Linked DNA regions of Sus scrofa: regions 2 and 3 are each linked to region 1. Evidence: chromatin contacts called from public promoter capture Hi-C data. All regions are on one chromosome and are shown on one strand. The core of a region is the stretch at or near the end of the contact, and the rest is flanking DNA. Distances in the headings are between cores, read along the strand shown.

Region 1 (3,292 bases), core at 395-2,894:
CCAATTGTTCAGAAAAAGAATCAGAAAATAAATGCAGTGTGTTAGCATTTACAGAAACTATCTGAAGGGTATATAAGAATTCTTTGTGCTATTGCAACTTTTCTCTGCATTTGATATTTCAAAATAAAAAAGTTTTATTAACAAAGCATGTTTGCATTCTCCCTTCTCCATTAATTGCTCTGTGATGTTGGACAGGTTTCTTCACCTCTCCATGTTCTGTGTCTGTTGCATGAGGATCAAAATAGTACTAACATGATGGAGTTATGAAGAATAATTAATACATGCAACAGTCTTAAAACGGCCTGGTAAAAAGAAAGAGCACTGTATATTTTAGCTTTTAATTTTTGCTTGAAAATTTGTCTAGATACAGAGAAATGTTTCATAAAAGAAGGGTCAATTCATCGGGAAGACACACAATCATAAATGTGCACGTACTATAATAATGGAGCTTCAAAATATATGAAGCAAAAACTGAAATTCACAATCATAGTTTTCATGTGACTCCTACTTCATATCTTCCTGTTTGCAAAATGAGAACTAAGATTAGCCTAGACATTTTCAAATACTTTCTAAAGTTTTATATTTTTAAAAAAAGTTTTATGTTCTTGAGAGAAGAAAAATTCTTCCTTCTATTAACTAATACATAAAAAATGTAAGATGGAGAAGCTGCTACAGTGTAGTCCCTGGTAGGCTTATCCGGTTTCTTAGGAATGAACCCAGGACGGGATGAATTCAATTATTACTCATCTGAGAGACTTCGGAAGACACCCTTCCTAATGTTCACTTTTCAATCGTCCTCATCAGTATGTATGTATGTATTTAACAGGGCTTGAAAATACTTTGAAGCAATACCGGGTAGAACTAAAAGGAAAATAGAAATAGACACACCTCTCTTAGTAATTACTAGGACTAGATTTTTTAAAAATCAGTAAGGATAAATAACATCTAAATGACAATACCCACTACCTTAACCTAACAGATTTTTACAGAACTATCCGTCCACAAGCTCAAGAGGGAAGGAGGGGGAAAAAAAAAAAAACCAAAACAATCCGGGAGAGAATAGGAAGGGAGGAGGGAGCGAGCACTAAGCAACCTCTGTGTGTCCAGGTTCTGCTAGGGTTTGGAGGATATTGAGACTTTTTTTCCCCCCCCAGGGCCGCACCTGCAGTTTATGGAAGTTACCAGCCTAGGGATCGAATTGAAGCTGCAGCTGCTCGCCAGCCACAGGCTGGATCCCAGCCTCGTCTGCTACCTACACCACAGCTCATGGCGATGCTGGATCCTTACTTAACCCACTAAGCGAGGTCAGGGATCGAACTCGCATCCTCATTGGTACTAGTTGGGTTCGCTTCCTAAGCCACAACGGGAACTCCGGATTTTGAGTCTTGAGGTACAACCACGTCCTGCTTGGGTATACACACCCGAGCACCTGCTATGTGCGTAGTACATATATTAGGTGCCTGCTGCACTTCTCTTAGCACTAGTAGGGGTTTCTCAAAAACAACGCTAACCCAAGTTCGAGGAGGGTGCCTCGGTCAGCCTGGGACAGCCTCGAAGGCTCTCAGGCAGCAGTCCAACCGTCTCGGAGACTCAAGGACCCTGGGGATTCTCCGCCTGAGCTGGACAACCCGCACTTGCGCATTCGGCGCAGCCAGCTGGGGCGCGGACCAGGCCCTCCCTAGCCGGGACTACATCTCCCACAGGCCTCTGCGCCTACTTTCCTTCCGCCTTCCTTGCTGGTGTCGGCTCGGAGAGGTGAGTTGCTCGCGTGCATTGAGGAAATGGGCGCGGGGGCGGCGCGGGGGCGGCGCGGCCCTGTGTGTGCAGGGCTGCAGTGACTGTGTAGTTTGTGACGCTGAGTGGACATTGGGTTCCCCGATGCATCCTCTGTCCGCCCGCTTCGGGGCCGCACAGATGCAGCGGCCCAGAATGGCTCCGAGTTAGATTTATGAACCCCACAGTGAAGGCCCCTAACAAAAAGACGCAGTCTGAAGAACAACAGCTTTCAAAGCCACAGCTTAACCAGAGCTCCCTCCCAAGGCAGCTCTAGAGAACTCGTAGACAGATACCAGCCCAGGTCTTTGTACTCTGGCCGTTCTCTCTGATACCGGGAAGGGTCAGCTTCACCCCAGGCTCCCTGTTATTTCCATCGGGTTTGGTGTGTGGTGGATGGTGGGAGAAAGTGTGGTAGTGAAACCGGACACGGTCCTGTGGGGCTCCTGGGCGCAAGAGTAGCGGGGGTGTGTCTTTAGCCTGGCCTGGCTTACCTCCAAAAAAAGGCTCAGTGCGTTGAGATTCCTGTTTCCTTACCCCAGCCTGCTGATCTTTAGGACGGAGAGAGAAAGGAGGAAATAATTGCATATATTTATATTTGTGTATGTATATGCACATATGTATATATATATGAGTTTGTTTTTTCTCTTTGTTCCATGAAATGTAATTTTTATTTTTTCTGGACATGGTGGTATTTGCTTCTCCTGATGAAAGAGTGAAAAAATCAGGTCGGACCGAAAAGAGAAAAAGCGACGCTCCCATTAATGAGATTGGAAAAGAAAAGATAAAGCCAGCTGCAGAGTTAATAGAAAACATTATTTCTGCCCAGGTCATGCAGCAGTTGTAAAATGCTCCCTGTTTGAGAGCTTAAAGTGTGCTTACCAATGATGCTACTTTTATTTTATTACTAGAGATACTCAGTTGCTAAATTACCCTCACTTCACTGATAGCACTTAATCTCCAGTTAATCCTTGCCTCTTCTGTTCTCACCTCAGAAACAGCAGTGGTTCCAGAATTGTTCCCACTTCCTCAGGTTCCTTCAGTTGGAGCTCAGCTCTTTACAGAAGAGGTTTTCTTATCCTTTTTGTTGCCGAAACTCGGCTTCTGTCCACTGGTGCTGAATAGAAACACAGAGTTTTGGGTGAAAGAGGAAAAAAGTAGCCCTTATTGCCTTGCCAGGCAGAGGAGGCCACAGCAGGCTAATGCTTTAAAGACTGTGCCCTACATTGAAAAGTACTGCAGGGAGTTTTATAGTAAAAAGAAGAAAAACAGGTTTCTGGATAAGAATCAGGGTTGAGGGCAAATATGCATTCTTCTTTCTTTGGGGGAAATCTTTATAGTCATCGAGGTTGGTGTCAGGACATCTCAGCTGACCCTGCTTATCTTCTGGGTTATTGTATCTTGATTTTTCCTGAAATAAAAATACTTGGAAAAGAGGCACGTTAATCAGTGATGAGGTCAATCTAGTTAAGTCCTAAAAAAAAAAAAAAAAAAAAAAAATGTGCTTAATAATCTTTAA
Region 2 (3,292 bases), core at 325-2,824, 410 kb before region 1:
TTTACAAAATGGCCAGTTCTCAAGGTCATGGAAGACAAGGAAAGACTTAAGTGACTATGCCAGTTTAAAGAAGACTAAGGAGAATTATCAATGGCAATATATGATCCTGGATTGGATCCTTATCCAGAAAGGACCCTAAAGACACCGATGAAATTTGAATAAGGTTTGTAGATTAGTGATTAATAATATATGAGTGTTAATCTAATTTTGACCATGTACTGTGATTATGTAAAATGGTAACCTATAGAGAAACTGGGTTAAGAGTATTTGGAGAAATCTTTTTTTGTAGCAGTTTTAAATCTAAAGCCAATTCAAATGTTTAAAAAATTGTAGATGAACATTAGGTGTGCAGGGAGCAAAGAGGGTGTGGGTCCTTCAGTTCACCTTCATGGCACTCAGAAATTTACTCAAAGGCAAATACCAGACACTAGTTTCTCCCGGGGCAGGGTGGTGGTGTCTTATCTGTGTTAAGTAAGAAGTTTCAGAAGGAGGAAAGAAAAGCACGTGTTGAAAGGAAATAACAAGCCCCAAATGGTGTCATTTGTCCCCACAATAACAAACCAAGACTTATTTCTAGTTTCAGGCTTTCTCAAGAATGTGTTAAATCTTTAAACAATCAATCTGGAATTTCCTGGTTAGCACCAGAGAGATAATTTGCATGATAAAACCCTAGCCGTTCCCCTCCCCTAAAAGGTGACCGGGCCTAAAACAATGCTTTCTTTTCTTTTGCTAGTAACTTCCTTGCCCCACTTTCCTACTGCCTATGAAAACTTTCGATTTTGTACATCTCCTTGGAGTATCTCTCCGTTTGCTAGATAGGATCCTGCCCGATTCATGAACTGTTAAATAAGGACAATTAATTTTCACGTTTATTTGGCTGAATTTTTTGTTTTGCTTTTTTAACACACGTAGAGAAAGAAGGGTTTCAGGGGAAGAAGAAAACTTGATGCACGGACAGCTTGGCTTCTGGATGTTCAACAATAGTTCTTTCCTTCTCCTTTCAATGTATGTCTTAGAGAAGAGTCAAGAAAAAGCAATCATGAGGAGCCAGGGCAGTTTTAATGGGTCATCGCCCACCCGTCCTACACAGGAGGAGGGAGGGCACAGAAGATGCCCAATCTCGGTGTTACAGATGCTCGCTGTTCAGGGCTATAATTTGTCAGAGCACTAGAGTCACAGGGACCTCACACCCACAAAATTGGTGCTGCACAAAATAGTGTCACACGGACACAACCACACATCCACTCTTAACACACACAGGACACAACTACACAATCATAGACACCTCCACACCCGTATACACAGGCACAATCACACCACTAACGCAGTTACACAATCTACTCACCACCATGACACACAAAGACACATTCAAAATAGCGCATCCTCAGCCCGTTCCCGCCAGCGCGCACAAACCCAAGGCTCTGGACACGCCCCGTCCCCGCCCCAGACTCCCAGACCCCTCACCTTCTGCCTCCCCTTGGTCGCGTCCGGGTCCCGGCGGAGCAAACGATCTCGCCACGACGTCAAGAGACACGTAACGCTGGGCCGCTGTGGACTCTGGGAAACGTAGTCCAGGACCAGACCAGCCAGAGACATGATGGCGTCCTCAAACCAGAAAGTCAGAGCTCGGCCTATATGACACTGCTTCAAAGAGGAGGGTTCCAGCTCCAAACGTCCACCAGGCTTGAGCTGATATCCCCCCAAGGTAGGACTACTTGACCTGAGAGCCTCATAATCAAAGGACGTGGCCGCAACATTCGTATAGGAAAGGCAGAAGGAGATACTGGGTGTCGACCCGCAAAGCATTAAGGGAAATGTAGTTCAAGGCCGGAAAAGCGGCATTGCTTTGATAGAAGGTAACCAGACACCAGCTTGGGCTTGGCCGCGGTGACCGTGCGGGCTGCGTCGCGGGGGTTTCTGGGAGTGCTCACTCGCCCTCTGAGTGCGCAGGCGCAGCATACCGAGTGGACATTTTGGTCTTTGTCCGCGGGTCAGTCCGGCCCCTGGGTCCACGTGGCGCGAAAATAGGAGGTGGGATGTGGACGTCTTGGGCCGATAGGGTCGGGGAGGTTGAGGGGAAGGATTCCAGATCTATTGGGGTGCGGCGCGAGGAAGGGGAGTGGGTTTTAGAGCTTCTAGTCTACGTGTGGGGTGGGGGTGGGGGCCTCTGAGGAGGGTTCGAGTGTGCGTGACCCTGAGTTTGACCGCAAGTTAGACTAAATGTTTGAGAACATTGAGGAAGAAACTGGGCTCAGGGTATGTATGGCTTGCGTCTAAGAGGGAGACCGGCATTGAGATAACGTCCGAGCGGCACTTCTCTTGTCGAAAGTGCTGATAATAACGGTGCCATCTTCCTGGAATACCTAATTTACTTGCAGATTGGAAGGGGGTTAAGCACCAAGTGGTAATTAATTTTAAAATATGCTTTTCTATAAAATACATTTCTTATTAATTAGGTACAATGCAAATCATCGTGACTTATTGCTTTTTTTTTTAAACAAGCAGAAATATTTCAAAGGAACTTTTTGTTATGGGGACCCTGTTTCAAACGGTCTCAAATATTCTGATCTTTGAGGAACTTTAATAGGGCTGCTGTTAAGCCTAGGTAGAGTAGATATCAGCGTTACCTTTTGAGAAGTAGTGTCAACATATCGCAGAAAGCAGAGTACTAGGAAGTCAAGGGTCTGGGGTTCTAGGATAAACACAGTTATCCTCGTTCTTTGGGGAAAAAAAAAAACAAACAAACTTGCTGCAGTGTTTATCCATGAATCCGAACTAGTTAGGTGTACTAACTCCTAAATGCGTGGAAGTGTTCTCAGGTTGTATGGGTTTTGTGAAGAAAGGGAGATACTATTATTAAGGATAACCCACAGTTGTCCTTCAAGGTTTTAAATAATAAGAGAGTTAAATAATTGGTTACCAAATCAGTGTCTGTAGATCAGTAGCCTTCAAATAAACAACAGTCAGGTAGAAGGTATAGTAGAAGACCACTGTTTACACGAACTGTCTTTTAAAAATCGAGGAGTAAATTTAAGAAACGTTTAAAACTATTGGAAAAGAACTTTAGAATACTGCTTTCGGGGGTAACATAAGATGTGAACAAATAAATATACAATGTTTTTCAGTGGGAATTTCTCATAAAGAAGTGTGTGCAAGATTTCCCATCGTGGCTTAGCAGTAATGCACTAGACTAGTATGCTTGAGGACTTGGGTTCAATCCCTGGCCTTGCTCAGTGGGTTAAGGATCTGGTGTTGCCTTGAGCTGCATTGTAGGTCACAGACTTGGCTTGGA
Region 3 (3,292 bases), core at 263-2,762, 320 kb after region 1:
CACTGCAATGCCAGATCCTTAACCCACTGAGCGAGGCCAGGGATTGAACCCGAGTCCTCATGGATAATAGTTGGATTCGTTACCACTGAGCCACAGTGGGAACTCCTCATCTCCTTAACTTTTGATAGTGCAAGATATTAAATGCTGATCTTGTACTTTCCCAGCACCAGTCCTTAAATTAGCCAAGAAACCATGGTTCCTTTTTGTGGAGAGTGATATTTAGAAACCAAGATCTAGGTGATAGATGTGGCCACTGCTCTAAGGCCATCGCTGTCGACAGAGCTAGAAAATTTATATCTGTGTATATACAAACATGTCTGTCTAAAAAAAATTATCAGTTCATATGGATATCTCTAGTTCCAATCTAATATCATGAAGTTCACTTTAACCTTCCTTCTTCACACATTTGTAACTCTTGTCCTTCTGTGGACAGTTTTCTTAAAGCTGGGCCACAATTAGTTGTAAAGTGAAAAGGTAGAAACAGCAACAAAAGAAACCACCAAGCTATTGGCTACATCATAAATGCCTTTGCAAAAAAAAAAAAAAAAAAAAAGAGAGAGAGAGAGAGAAAAAGAAAGAAAGAGTTCCCTGTCATGAGGTTGCAGGTTCAATCCCTGGCCTCACTCAGTGGGTTAAGGATCCGGTATTGCCAGGAGCTGTGGTGTAGATCTCAGACGTGGCTTGGATCTGGAGTTGCTGTGGCTGTGGTGTAGGCCGGCGGATACAGCTCCTATTCCACCCCTAGCCTGGAAACCTCCATATGCTGCAGATGCGGTCCTAAAAAGACAGAAGACAAAAAAAAAAAAAAAAAAAAAAAAAAAAAAAAGGCTTTGGTGCAAATAAGCATTTTCCTACAATTAGAATCTAGTTGCCCTCCAGTGCCTGGTATCACATTAACAGCAAGAAGAGAAGGGATATAAAAAAGAGGATAGCAATGACTCTGCCCATGGCCAGGGGTGAGAGGTGGGAGAACAGTTACACCTGGAGTCGGGTACACAGAGACACACAAAGACCTCTATCACGGACTCAATCCTAAAGACAAACCTAGAAACAAAGCTTCATCGCCCGTTATCAGTAAACTGCGATCTCTGGGATAAGAACACACTTACAGAAACGTCATGGCCAAAGCCTGCCACAGACCCTTACATACCCAACAATCACTCTCCCATTCTTGGCATCACAGACCGACGATCTGTCACACAGCGACCTATCACAGGATGTGATCTAAAATACAGAGGCTCACTACACTGACAGCTCGTCGCCCAGACGTGCGCAAGCACAAGTGTGCATCGAGAGTTACACACAAACCGCCACACCCAGGGATTCAATAACAGTCACGGACCAGCGCAGCTCCACCAGTCCCTCACACAGACGCCCATGGTCACTTGAGTGCCCAAATCGCCCAGGGTCACACAATGTTCTGGTCTCCGCACCTGAGGCAGCTTCCGCCTGTAGCGCAGGCGCGCTCGGGGCCCTCTGGGAAATGTAGTTCATTCTGCAAATAGGCCGAGACGCAAAGCGTTCTGGGGCTCGTGGTCCTCAGGGTCTGAAGGAAAAGCTACGTCGCTACGACCAGGTTCCCGTATTTGCATGTTTTCCCAGCCGAAGTCAGGGTGCCCCGCGCCTCAGTCCCCGCCCCGCTCCGCCCCGCGGGGTATCCTGGGAGGCTACGTTGCGAGTCTCGGGTCGCTGGGCGGGTTTCCAGAGCCAGCGGCGCTGGGAGGTGAGTGGGGCCTGGCTGCGCGCGAGAGCTGGCGGTCAGGGCCGGGCTTGGAGTGGACCAGTAGGGGCTGGGATGGGGACCAGGCGGGTGCCTTTGGGGAGACCGTGTGTCACCAAGTATAGCTACGTGAGAGGCTGGGGGTGTGACAGTGTGTTCTTCTATGCCACCAAGTGTATGATTGTGCGCGACTGTGACCCGTCTGTCTGGTGTAAAACTCTATGTGTGCGTTTATGTGGGTCTCTCTCTGCAGGTGCTGTTGTGCATAGATTTGTGAGACACTGGGTGTGACATGGTGTGTGTGTCGCCATGTGGATGTGTGTGAATGATTATGTTAGATCACTTGTCTCTGTGGAGATAAGTGCGTTTGAATGTGTGTGACAGAAGGTGTGATTTTGTGCCCATGACCATCTACCTCTGCAGGTATAATTTTGTATGAGTAATTGTGGCAGGATGTGTGACCTTTTGTGGTATGTCACTGTGTATGAGGTTGTGTGTGATTGTCTCTCTGTTGGAGTGCTTGCGTATCATCATCTCTGTCTTTGTGTTTATGCCACTGTGTATGTGTGTAACATTGCAGGTGTGATTGTGTAACCAAGTATATGTGTGTGATCAGGTGAGAATTTGTATGTTTGTGTGAAACCTACTGTGTGATTATGAGGCACAGTAGATTATGGTAGGATTAAAATTACTCACCCACGTTGGTACAGTTTACTAAGAGACAGATCTGGGACTTAAACCCACGCTATTTGGCCCCAGCATCCTTGCTTTTAAGTACTAAACTCCCTTGATCTTTCCCATGTTGTGATAGCAAAAGATGGGGCCCCTAGTTTCTGAGGGTGTTGTGTAGAGGATTGTCTGTGCTTTCTGGATCTGGAACTTTAATCTGAGTCTCTTCAGTCCCTTTGAGAGTCACAGAACCCCATGTAAAGACATTGTGGTGAGATCGTCGTCATACTGGCTGCTTTTGGGGGCGAAAAGCCCAATCTGGAAACCCCGGCTTCCTCTCTTTAGGAAGCCATGGAGTTTGAGATTTATTTTTTATTTTTATATTTGTTCTTGTCAAAACTCTTCCATGGTTGGTGCTGAGAAAGGCATGGCTCCTTTAATCGAGTACCAAGTGAACTAAGTTTTTGGTTTTGACTTTTTCTCTTAATAAAGAAAAGTGTTCTCATTTCTTTTTCACATGTGTGTGTAGAATCGAAGCGGCAACAAGAGTGGCCCTTCTCTATGCCAGGAGTTGGCTCATGCAACTCCTGGCATAGAGAGTAGTGAGGAAAGAAAAGCTGTGACAGTCGGACAGTGAGGGAAGCAGTGGAGATTCAGTGTGCCTCTGGGGGCTAGATAAAGCCCAAGTCTTTTCCATCACTTTCTTTCAGAGACTGATGGTTCCTCTCAAATTTGAAAAATAGTATTCAAGAGATACACAGCCATTTGGAACAGCAATTTAGAAGGTATTTCTTTTATGTTGATGCTACTTAGAGTTCTCAGATGCTGAGAGAGGACTCCACTGATTCTCCTCTCAGGTTGCAAAGGCTTTTATGGACAATTTCAAGCTGCATTACGCTATGG

What was found. Promoter capture Hi-C pulls out the DNA fragments that hold promoters and counts their contacts.
Region 2: a contact with region 1 is called in a promoter capture Hi-C map of fetal liver, with 3 times the contacts expected there. The contact joins the promoter of ZNF565 here to the promoter of ZFP14 in region 1. A contact is called at or near these places in 2 of 5 promoter capture datasets (fetal liver and fetal skeletal muscle) and 1 of 47 Hi-C or Micro-C datasets (liver).
Region 3: a promoter capture Hi-C map of liver shows a contact between it and region 1, with 4 times the contacts expected there. The contact joins the promoter of ZNF527 here to the promoter of ZFP14 in region 1. A contact is called at or near these places in 1 of 5 promoter capture datasets (liver) and 1 of 2 datasets of contacts at active chromatin or transcription factors (skeletal muscle).

What each region holds. Positions count from the first base shown.
Region 1 is chr6:45,986,016-45,989,307 of Sscrofa11.1, forward strand. ZFP14 (zinc finger protein 14 homolog) reads left to right here and starts at 1,645. Exons shown (of 4, transcript XM_013998455.2): 1 at 1,645-1,755.
Region 2 is chr6:45,575,392-45,578,683 of Sscrofa11.1, forward strand. It overlaps ZNF565 (zinc finger protein 565), which reads right to left and starts at 1,575. Exons shown (of 6, transcript XM_021097171.1): 1 at 1,465-1,575. It overlaps ZNF146 (zinc finger protein OZF), which reads left to right. Exons shown (of 7, transcript XR_002345320.1): 5 at 913-1,705.
Region 3 is chr6:46,302,522-46,305,813 of Sscrofa11.1, forward strand. It overlaps ZNF527 (zinc finger protein 527), which reads left to right and starts at 1,513. Exons shown (of 5, transcript XM_013998435.2): 1 at 1,513-1,723.